3 separate regions of the Sus scrofa genome follow, and regions 2 and 3 are each linked to region 1. The links are chromatin contacts, called in public Hi-C maps. All regions are on one chromosome and are shown on one strand. The core of a region is the stretch at or near the end of the contact, and the rest is flanking DNA. Distances in the headings are between cores, read along the strand shown.

Region 1 (3,207 bases), core at 452-2,951:
ACCAGAGGAGGGTGGTATGGGGGGAAAAGCAGCCTCCAGGCAGAAGCAGCAGCAGGATGGGTTAAGGCTCTGAGGGCAGTGGGAACATGGCTGGTTAGTGGTACTGACAAAATGAAAGCTGGAGTACTAAGCTGGATGAGTAGCAAGGTGGGAAAGGTGGAGAGCTCTCTGAAGACCTTTAAATCCACATTATGGACATTAAACTTCATTCTAGGGACCATGGGAAGCCACTGAAGGGTTTCAAGTAAACGGCATAATCTAAATATGCACAACTGTACCGTGGAAGAGGTCACGTGAAATTGCATGTGATAACTGGTTTAGAGGGATCAATGGTGGAAGCAGGGAGATAAAAAGGCAACAAAGGGGTCCAAAAGAAGAGATGATGGTGGCTGGCCTGGGGTTACAGTGCAATAGGCAAAGGGGAAGAATCAAGGATGGCTCCCAGGTTCTTGGTTTGAACAAGTGGTGGATACTGCTGGCATTTTCTGAGCTAGGAAGCACTGAAGGAGGAGTGTGTTTTAGAGAAGCAGAGAGGATGATGAATTCTGCTTTTGCCATGCTGGATGTGGGATGCCTGTAAGCATCTGAATTTATATCTAGGCAAGGAATTTTGTATCTGAGTATACATCTCTGGAGAAAGACCCAGATAAGAGATGGAAATCTGAAAGCGAACTGTATTTAGGTGATACCTGAGGCCCCTTGAGGTGGTTGAATGTCTGGGGAGAGTATAAACTGAGGAGGGCAGGAAGCAACAAGAAACTCTCCATATAAGGACTGTGCAGGAAGAGCTGGTTCCAAACCTGGCTGACCGTTAGAATCACCTGGGAAACTTTACAAAATGTTTATCTGCTGTGAGGGGGTGTGTCTACATGACCCATATTTTGAAAAAAAAAAAAAAAAAACCCAAAAAACAAACAAACAAAAAATTATAGTATGATTAGAAACCATTTGGTAGAAGAAAATTGTCAAAGAGAGGACCAGTGGTTAGGAAAGAGGAAAATAAAAAAAATGATGGTGTTCTAGATCCGGGGGATGGGAGGTGGGAGGGTGGTTCAGAATGAAAGGGATCAGACAAAAGCAGGACTGAATTTAGCAATGGGAAACCAGATGTGGTGCACCCACTTGACTGACCCCTTACGAGTAGGGGATTGGTGTGTAAACGCAACAAACATTTACTGAGGGATCACAGCAAGGTGCCCTCAGAGAAGCAAGCACAGGTGGGCATAGAGGAGGGCAGATTAAAGGAAGGTGCCTCGGGTGGCAGAATAACAAGGGAGAGGGGTGTTTCATTGAGGTTCATAAATAGGTTTTAGCAGATCTGTGACCTGCTGAAATCTGTAATGTAAGATTATGTCTATGCCCGTATATTGTGGGGGGGGGGGGCTGAGCTAGTCAAAGGGGTCAGTGGCCTCTAAAAAGTTAAGAATCACTCTACCCTTCAAGTCCATCTGGGCACCATTGAAACACAGGCTTCTGGGCGAGAAGGCCACGACCAAGGGAAAAGCTAGCAGCGTGATGGTCGGTCTACTCCACACAGAATCTTACCTTTACACTTACAGATATCAAAAGTGATCAATCTTCTGACTTAATGTGAGAAGAGATTAACTTTAAAAAAATCCAATTTTTTAAAACAGATGGTGGTACTTTCTACTCCTCAATCCCTGGGGGCTTCCAAGCACGTGCCCGGGTTCGGAGCGCGGGCGGAGCAACACGAGGCTGGCTGACGCGTGGACGCCCTCCCGCCCGGAAAGAACTGACTGCTCCGAGCTCCGCCTTTTAGATTTGGCCGAGAGAAGTCGACGCAAGCTTTCAGAGTCCAGGCCGGGTTTTCAAAAGCGTAAGACGGAAGTAACCGAGGGCCGGAAGTTTCACGGTCCGCACAGGGACAGAAGTTGGGGGGGGGGGGCGGAGAGGAAGGCTTGGGGTAGGAATGGCGGCTCAAATCCCAATTGTGGCCACCACTTCCACTCCCGGGATACCCCGGAACAGCAAGAAGAGGCCGGCCAGTCCTTCCCACAACGGCAGCAGCGCCGGAGGCTATAGCGCCAGTAAGAAGAAGAAAGTGTCCGCCTCTGGCTTTGCGCAGGTACCCTGACACTCGCTTAGCTTGCGCGTGCGCGGGGCTGGGCTGGGGCGGGATGAAGGCGCCTGGGAGTTCGGCGGGGCGGGGCACGGCGTGGCAGGGCGCAGCGCATGCGCAGGGGAGTGCCGCCGTACCTCTTCGGTAGAACCTTGTCTCTGGTGTAAATGAAACACTTTATTTTTCCCTTAGTTTGACTCTGTGGGAGTAGGTTAAAGAACCACCAGCGTTGCATTGTTCTTGAGGAGAGCGGGGGGTGGGGAAGTTGTTGTTGCCCTAATAGGCCGTCCCTTTCCGTCGAGGTCGCGTTTAAAGCGAGGCTTAGGACTTTTCTTATTTAATGTGAGTTTTAATCAAGCAGAAGTTCCCGTGTATCAACTTTGTCCATTCTACAGCCATTTACCGAATGCCTGTGAGGTGCAGAGCGCCGTAATGAACCGCGTGAAGGAATACAAAGAAGTTCTGGCACGGGTGATTCCCCTCATCCTCAAAGTGCTTTTGTGACCCTCAGTCTCCCTGTCCAAAAGTGGGTTTGGTCTTAACCTCATGGGGTTGTTACGAGGATTCAATAAGATCATGGTGATAAAGCTCTGAGCACAGCTTCTGACACAGACTTCACCAGTTGAGGTGGCGGCGCGGGTTCTTTTTACAAAGGTGTCTACCTATGTCTACCATCTAGATCAAGATAAAGAGCATTTCCAAGGGCCTTTGAAAATTCCCTGGTGACCCTTTCCAGTCCATACTCTTTTCTCCCTGTCAGAGGTAACCACCACTCTGACACCTCTCACCAGATTGACTTTGCCTTTTTAAACAGAATATGTATAGAATCATAGCAGATTCTTTTTGTGTCTGTTTGGGCTTTCTCTATAAAACAAGGTTTTTGAGAGTTATTTCATTCATGTTATTACCTGTTTTGGAGCATCTAGTATATTGTGTGAATATACCACAACTGATGGACATTGGAGTTCTTGATAGTTTTTGCCCTTATGCATAAGCTGCCCTGAACATTCCTATACACATCTGTGTAGATAAATGCTTTCATTTCTCTTGGGTAAATGGATAGTCGTGGAATTGCTGGATCATAAGGTGGACACACTCACAACTCCGAAATTGTTAAACAGTGGTTT
Region 2 (2,920 bases), core at 342-2,841, 67 kb before region 1:
TAGACTGTACATGGAAGATAGAACATAGAGGAAGGAACCTGAGAAACATTAAACTAAGTGAAAGTAGTCAATGGGTGGTGATCATGGGTAAGGTCAGGTCAGGTAGTAAGCCTATGTCAGCATGGCGAGGGCAGTCCTGGGTGTGGTACACGTGGATCATAAGCAGTCAGGAGGGTGCCTTGCCTTGAATCTGGTGATAAGAGCAAAATGGTGGGCAGGTAATGATGACTAATAGTTGTAGAGCTGTACTGGAAAGTGTACCCCAAAGCCCCAAAACCTGGTAGATTAAAACTGCACAGTTCTTTTCTGGCCCACATTCTATGTCCTTGGTGGGAGCGGGGCTTTAGCCCAGGCTGAAGAAGAATCTGGAGCAGCACATGGTTCCTTCCTCCTTGGCAGAGACAGTAGGACAGCACATGGTAAAACACTTCCTCACCAATTATCACTTTCATGCATGCATTTCAATGGCCAAATCAAACCACCTGCCATATCTAACTTTCAAAGAAGCAAGGAAATGCAATAATTCCAGCATTGTCCCCAGAAAGCAGAACGCAAAAATTTGGATGATAACATTGATTATCACAAGTATCAAAATCTTTTTTTTAATGTTTTACTTTGAAGTCATCAGAGAATCATAGGAAGTTGTAAAAACTGTACAGAGAACTCCTTCAACCCTTCACCTGTTTCCCTTCAATGATTACATCTTATTACTGTAACTTACCAAAAGAAGCTATGAACTCATAACCATAGTACAATGTCAAAATCAGGAAATTGTCATTGGTAAGTGAGTGTGTATTGTTCTGTGCCATTTCATCACATGTACAGATTCCTGTAACAACCACCAGCCCCAAAATACAGAACTACTCCATCACCACAAATATCTCCCTCATGCTCTACACCGCCTCCCACTCCCACTATTTCTAACCCCGGCAACCACTGTTTGTTTCCCATCTCTATAATTTTGTCATTTAAGGATGTTATAGAGTTCCTGTCATAGCTCAGAAGTAACAAACCCAACTAGCATCCATGAGGACACGGGTTTGATCCCTGGCCTCTCTCAGTGAGTTAAAGATCTGGTGTTGCCATGAGCTGTGGTGTAGGTCACAAATGAGGCTCGGATTTGAGGTTGATGTGGCTGTGGCTATGGCCGGCAGCTGCAGCTCCGATTCTACCCCTAGCGTGGGAACCTCCATATGCCATGGGTGAGGCCCTAAAAAGACCAAAAAAAAAAAAAAAAGGATGTCGGATGTTGTATCATGGAATCATAGTATGTAACCTTTTGAAACTGGCTGGGATTTTTGTTTGTTTTCATGTTTTTGTCTTTTTAATTTTTGCTTTGTTCTGTGGGCCACCTGGAGCCACAGTTTTGACCTACACCACAGCTGCAGCAATGCCAGATTCCTTAATCCATTGTGCTGGACCAGGGATGGAACCTATGTCCCAGTGCTCCAGAGATGCCAGCAATCTCCTTGCGCCACAGCAGGAATTCCTGTTTTGTTTTGTCATGTCATGTTTTTAACTCGACATAATGCTCTTGCATGTAGTTGGGTAATTTTGTTTTGCTTCATTTTTGCTGTTGGCTGGGCCAGGATGACCGTCTTTAGCCCCCACGTGGTCTTCCCTGACATCACTCCAGGGGTTAGCAGGATTAGGAGGGGTGACTTCTAACAATATGCTGAAGATGAGAGTCTCTATTCAGCCTTTACTGACTGGGGTGGGGTAAGGGGACATTTTTTCCTGCAGAGTTTGGCTAGAATAGGGTAGCTACTGGTCTAAAAATTTCTAGGTTGCCCCTTTCCTTGCTCTTTGGCTAGTGACAGCAGGCATTTCTTGGATTTTTTTTTTTTTTAATTTGTTTCTGTCATGTGTCTGGGCTGCCATCTTCTCTAGCCCAAGATATATGAAGCAAATAAAAACTTAGAGAAATCATCGCCCTGTCATTCCATAAGTCCCAACGTCCTTAGTCAATTGCCTCCTTCTCTCCACTTTTCTGAGTTTTCTCATGTTTGTTTCATATACAATGTCCAGGGCTTTTAGCTATTCTCAGTGAGAAATATACTGTATCCACACTATACCATCTTGGTCTGGAATTAGAAGTTGAGGATAAAATTTTAAAACATAAATTAGAGCAGACTGCAGATTATTCCCATTTTTTTAAAAAAAATCATTCCCAGTTTCTTGCATTCTGATAGGCTTTTATGAATCAGAGGGGCAAGGTAAGATTTATTGCTGGTTTATTAGGAATTCCACTATACATGCTGGACATTTACATGGGTTATAATATTTATCATAAGGGAAAAAATCAGGGAAATCCTGGGAACAGCTAGAACAGAGACTCAGTGGAGTCTGAGGTCAATAAGCACAGAGGAGTGGAAAATTTGAGACAGACAGCCAGTGAGAAGACCAAGCCTGAGATTCTGCAGGTGGAACAACCTTTGCGCTGATAAGGCTCAGAATATACTATTTGGGGACATGGCCAATAGACGTAAAGAAGGCAATGACAGAAATGAACCTAAGAAACTGAAAATAACAGAGTCAGACAAGTCGTCAATAATTTTTTTTTTTTTTTAAAGGTTAAGGAAAGCAAGAGTCAGGATGGAAGGAAAACTTAAGTTAGGTACAAAAATCACCAAGGGCACAGGAAGCAAGTCTTAGCTGGCAGTAGATGTGGGTGGGCAGTCATCACTTAAAAGGAAATCAAATGGCATGAACATGAAAAGAAATGAAAGAGATGATGAGTTCTCAGTTCAAAGGAGGTACTATGGAGTAGGATGACCCAAGTTTTAACTGTAAATGCATGTGAATTCATGGTGTTATTATATGCCATTTAGGAAGACTCAATGAAAAAAAACAAAAAAAAAAACAAAGAAAACCTTTGTTATGTAGCACAGGGTGGAAGAGACTGCAGGTCTTTTCCACC
Region 3 (3,171 bases), core at 437-2,936, 66 kb after region 1:
GTCAGGAAAATACAAATCAGAACCATAATGAAATATCACGTCACACCTAGAATAGCTATTGTCAAGAACACAAGAGATAACAAGTGTAGAAGGTGTGGAAGTATGTCAGAGAGAGAAAGACAAATATCATATGATATCACTTATATATACAATCTTTAAAAATGATACAAATGAATTTCTTTACAAAACAGAAACAGGAGTTCCCTTCATGGCTCAGCGGTTAACAAACCCGACTAGTATTCATGAGGATGCGGGTTTGATCCCCGGCCTCACTCAGTGGGTTAAGGATCTAGCACTGCCATGAGCTGTAGTGTAGGTTGCAGACGCAGCTCAATCTGGTGTTGCTGTGGTGTAGGCTGGCAGCTGTAGCTCCAATTTGATCCTTTGCCTGGGAATTTCCATGTGCCATGGATGCAGCCCTAAAAAGCAAAAAAAAAAAAAAAAAAAAAAAAAAGCAGAAACAGACTCACAGACTCACAGACTTCAAAAACAAACTCACAGTAAAAGGAGAGAGTTAAAAGGGAGGGAGGAATTGGGAGCTTGAGGTTGGCATATGCACACTATTGCATATGATGACTGGTCAACAGGGGCCTGCTCTACAGTATAGGGGAATCTCTTCAGTATTCTGCTATAACCTTTATGGGAATGAATATGTGTATAGATATAATTGAATCACTTTGCTCTACAGCAGAAGTTAACAAAACATTGCAAATCAACTATACTTCAATAAAATTTATTTAAAGGTGTAAAGAAAAGGGAATCTGGTGCACTGCTACTGAAAATGCAAATTAGCACAGCCACTATGAAAAACAGCATGGCGTTTCCTCAAAAAATTAACAGTAGAACTAACCTATGATCCAGTAGTTCCACTTTGGGGCCTATATGCTAAGAAAGTGAAATAAAGATCTTGCAGAGATACCTGCTCTCCCATGTTCATTGCAGCATTATTCACAATAGCCAAGGTACAGAAACAATTTAGGTGTCCATCAATGGATGAATGGATAGTGTCACTGATGTAATTAAAATATACATAAAATAACACTATAGTTTTTAAAGATGAATGAATTGTGCAAGTATGTATATCAAACACATCAGAGTTGGGTTCTGGGTTGGAGGGCAAACACGGGCGACACTCAGAGGTGAGGAGTACACAATTCTGAAGCAAAACAGAGCTCATGTGGACTAATGAAGACAGTGTGAGTTAATAAGGCACTCTCTGCCCTTCTGAAAACAGAATGGAAAGGGAGCATGGTGATAAGAAAATAAGAAAATAATTAAAAAGTCAGTTATGTGGAAACAACTTTGAAAGAGAACTTCTTTATTTTCTCTTCCCTCTCTGCTTTACTGTCTCACTCTGGCTCCAGAGGAACAAATCAAAGAGGAAATAAGATTCATTGCAATTGGATTATTTTTAAATGGTAATTTAATAACACTTCCTCTCAAGAGAGTAAAAGTATAGTTCAGGCTGAAGCTGGCACTTATCTAAATTTCATTTCATTCATAGTAAAGTAGCAAGAGACAGCATGATTTATAGCCATACCAGGAAAATGTGAGAAAGACTGTTAGCAGCAGTATCCTATCAAGAAACAAGGCAAAGATGCCACAAAAACACCTTCAGTATTTCCCATCACCTGTAGGATGAGATCATTCACCATCTTGCTCCTACTGACCATTTTCAGTCTCAATTTCTATCCCACCCCTAGTAATGGTTTCTCAACTCCACCCAAACCAGCTGACTCATTGTTCCACCAGTAGACCTTAAGATTTCCTGACCACCTGCCCAGGAAACATCCCTTACTAACGACTCTTTAGTGGCCTGCTCAGTCCTTACTCATCTCTTGTAATCCTGTCATCTTTTCTCTTGTCCTAAGTTAATGTTTCACTTACAAATTGCTAGAGCATTTGTTTTCTACACCATCTCTTGTCAGATAGTTATTTCCTTTCGGTATTGTGAAGACAGTGTTCCACTGTTTTCCAGATTCCATCGTTTCTATTTAGAAGTCAGCTGAAATGTACAGCTTAATATCTTTCATCAATTTTTGAAAATTCTCAACTATTAATGCTTCAAATACTGCTCCTGTGCCATTCATCCTCCCCACCCCCCTTATGAGACTCCTTTCTGTAACTGCTTTGTCTCCTACCCTCCCTTATCAATACTATATTCTGGATAATGTCTTCAAATGCATAAAAAATTCATCCCACTGTGTTACTAATTTGATTATTGTATCTATAGTTCTAGAAACTTCTCTCTGTTGTTTTCTTTTTTGAAGATGCCCACTAAATGTTTACTGAATGAGGAGTTCCTGTTGTGGCGCAGTGGTTAACAAATCCGACTAGGAACCATGAGGTTGCAGGTTCGGTCCCTGCCCTTGCTCAGTGGGTTAACGATCCGGCGTTGCCATGAGCTGTGGTGTAGGTTGCAGACACGGCTCGGATCCAGCGTTGCTGTAGCTCTGGCGTAGGCCAGTGGCTACAGCTCCGATTCGACCCCTAGCCTGGAAACCTCCATATGCCGCAGGAGTGGCCCAAAGAAATAGCAAAAAGACCAAAAAAAAAAAAACGTTTACTGAATGAGCTGAACAGAGATTATCAATTAAGTTCCACAATGCCTCAGATGTAAAAATATGAACACTTACCGTGTCTTTTCCACATACATCTTTCATTGATATACTTAGTGTTTGTAACATTTACATTTGTTTTCTTTTTTTTTTTTTTTTTTCTAAACAGCTTTGGTACTTTTACGGAATAAAGTGGATTTCCCAAAATGGAACCCTGCTTTATAAAAGTACATGTACAAGGATATGATCTCTAATGGTTTAACTTGTGATTATTTCCTGGGAACAAATCAGGACCAAGGTGAGAGACCTGCACATAGAGATGAACCTGGAAGAGTAGACAACAGAGTGCTGTTTGTCTTGCTGTATCTGCAGTGTGTGGAAATGCCTACGCCAGGGATCAAACCCACCTCACAGTAGCGACAACACAGGATCCTTAATCCACTAGGCTACAGGGAGCTCCTCTCTTTGTTTTGTTTTATATTTACAGTTTATATTTCTGTCAAAATACTCAGTTTCATCTCTCAATGAACACAACAAGCATAATTTTTTTATTTTTAAGTCTGAATTTTATAACTTCATTTTCTAGATCTCCTGTGGGTCTCCAGTTTCTGCT

The links. A called contact is a pair of places that touch in the nucleus more often than the background predicts.
Region 2: a contact with region 1 is called in a Hi-C map of alveolar macrophages, with 1.8 times the contacts expected there. The contact joins the enhancer-like site here to the promoter of INO80C in region 1. A contact is called at or near these places in 1 of 5 promoter capture datasets (liver), 8 of 47 Hi-C or Micro-C datasets (alveolar macrophages, blood, embryonic fibroblasts and 2 more) and 2 of 2 datasets of contacts at active chromatin or transcription factors (alveolar macrophages and skeletal muscle).
Region 3: a Hi-C map of retroperitoneal adipose tissue shows a contact between it and region 1, with 2.1 times the contacts expected there. The contact joins the enhancer-like site here to the promoter of INO80C in region 1. A contact is called at or near these places in 10 of 47 Hi-C or Micro-C datasets (alveolar macrophages, embryonic fibroblasts, fetal liver and 6 more) and 2 of 2 datasets of contacts at active chromatin or transcription factors (alveolar macrophages and skeletal muscle).

What each region holds. Positions count from the first base shown.
Region 1 is chr6:119,284,346-119,287,552 of Sscrofa11.1, reverse strand. INO80C (INO80 complex subunit C) reads left to right here and starts at 1,701. Exons shown (of 5, transcript XM_003356408.4): 1 at 1,701-2,086. The coding sequence starts at 1,931.
Region 2 is chr6:119,351,947-119,354,866 of Sscrofa11.1, reverse strand. All of the region lies in intron 2 of GALNT1 (polypeptide N-acetylgalactosaminyltransferase 1), which reads right to left. Among named protein-coding and RNA genes, the nearest start is that of GALNT1, 58 kb to the right of the region's middle. Within about 2 kb of position 1,591, at least 1 of the 83 cell types and tissues checked has an H3K27ac peak or open chromatin away from gene starts, as enhancers often do. A contact at or near this core is called in alveolar macrophages, where this site is marked.
Region 3 is chr6:119,218,341-119,221,511 of Sscrofa11.1, reverse strand. No RefSeq gene overlaps it. Among named protein-coding and RNA genes, the nearest start is that of ZNF24, 53 kb to the right of the region's middle. Within about 2 kb of position 1,686, at least 1 of the 83 cell types and tissues checked has an H3K27ac peak or open chromatin away from gene starts, as enhancers often do. A contact at or near this core is called in retroperitoneal adipose tissue, where this site is marked.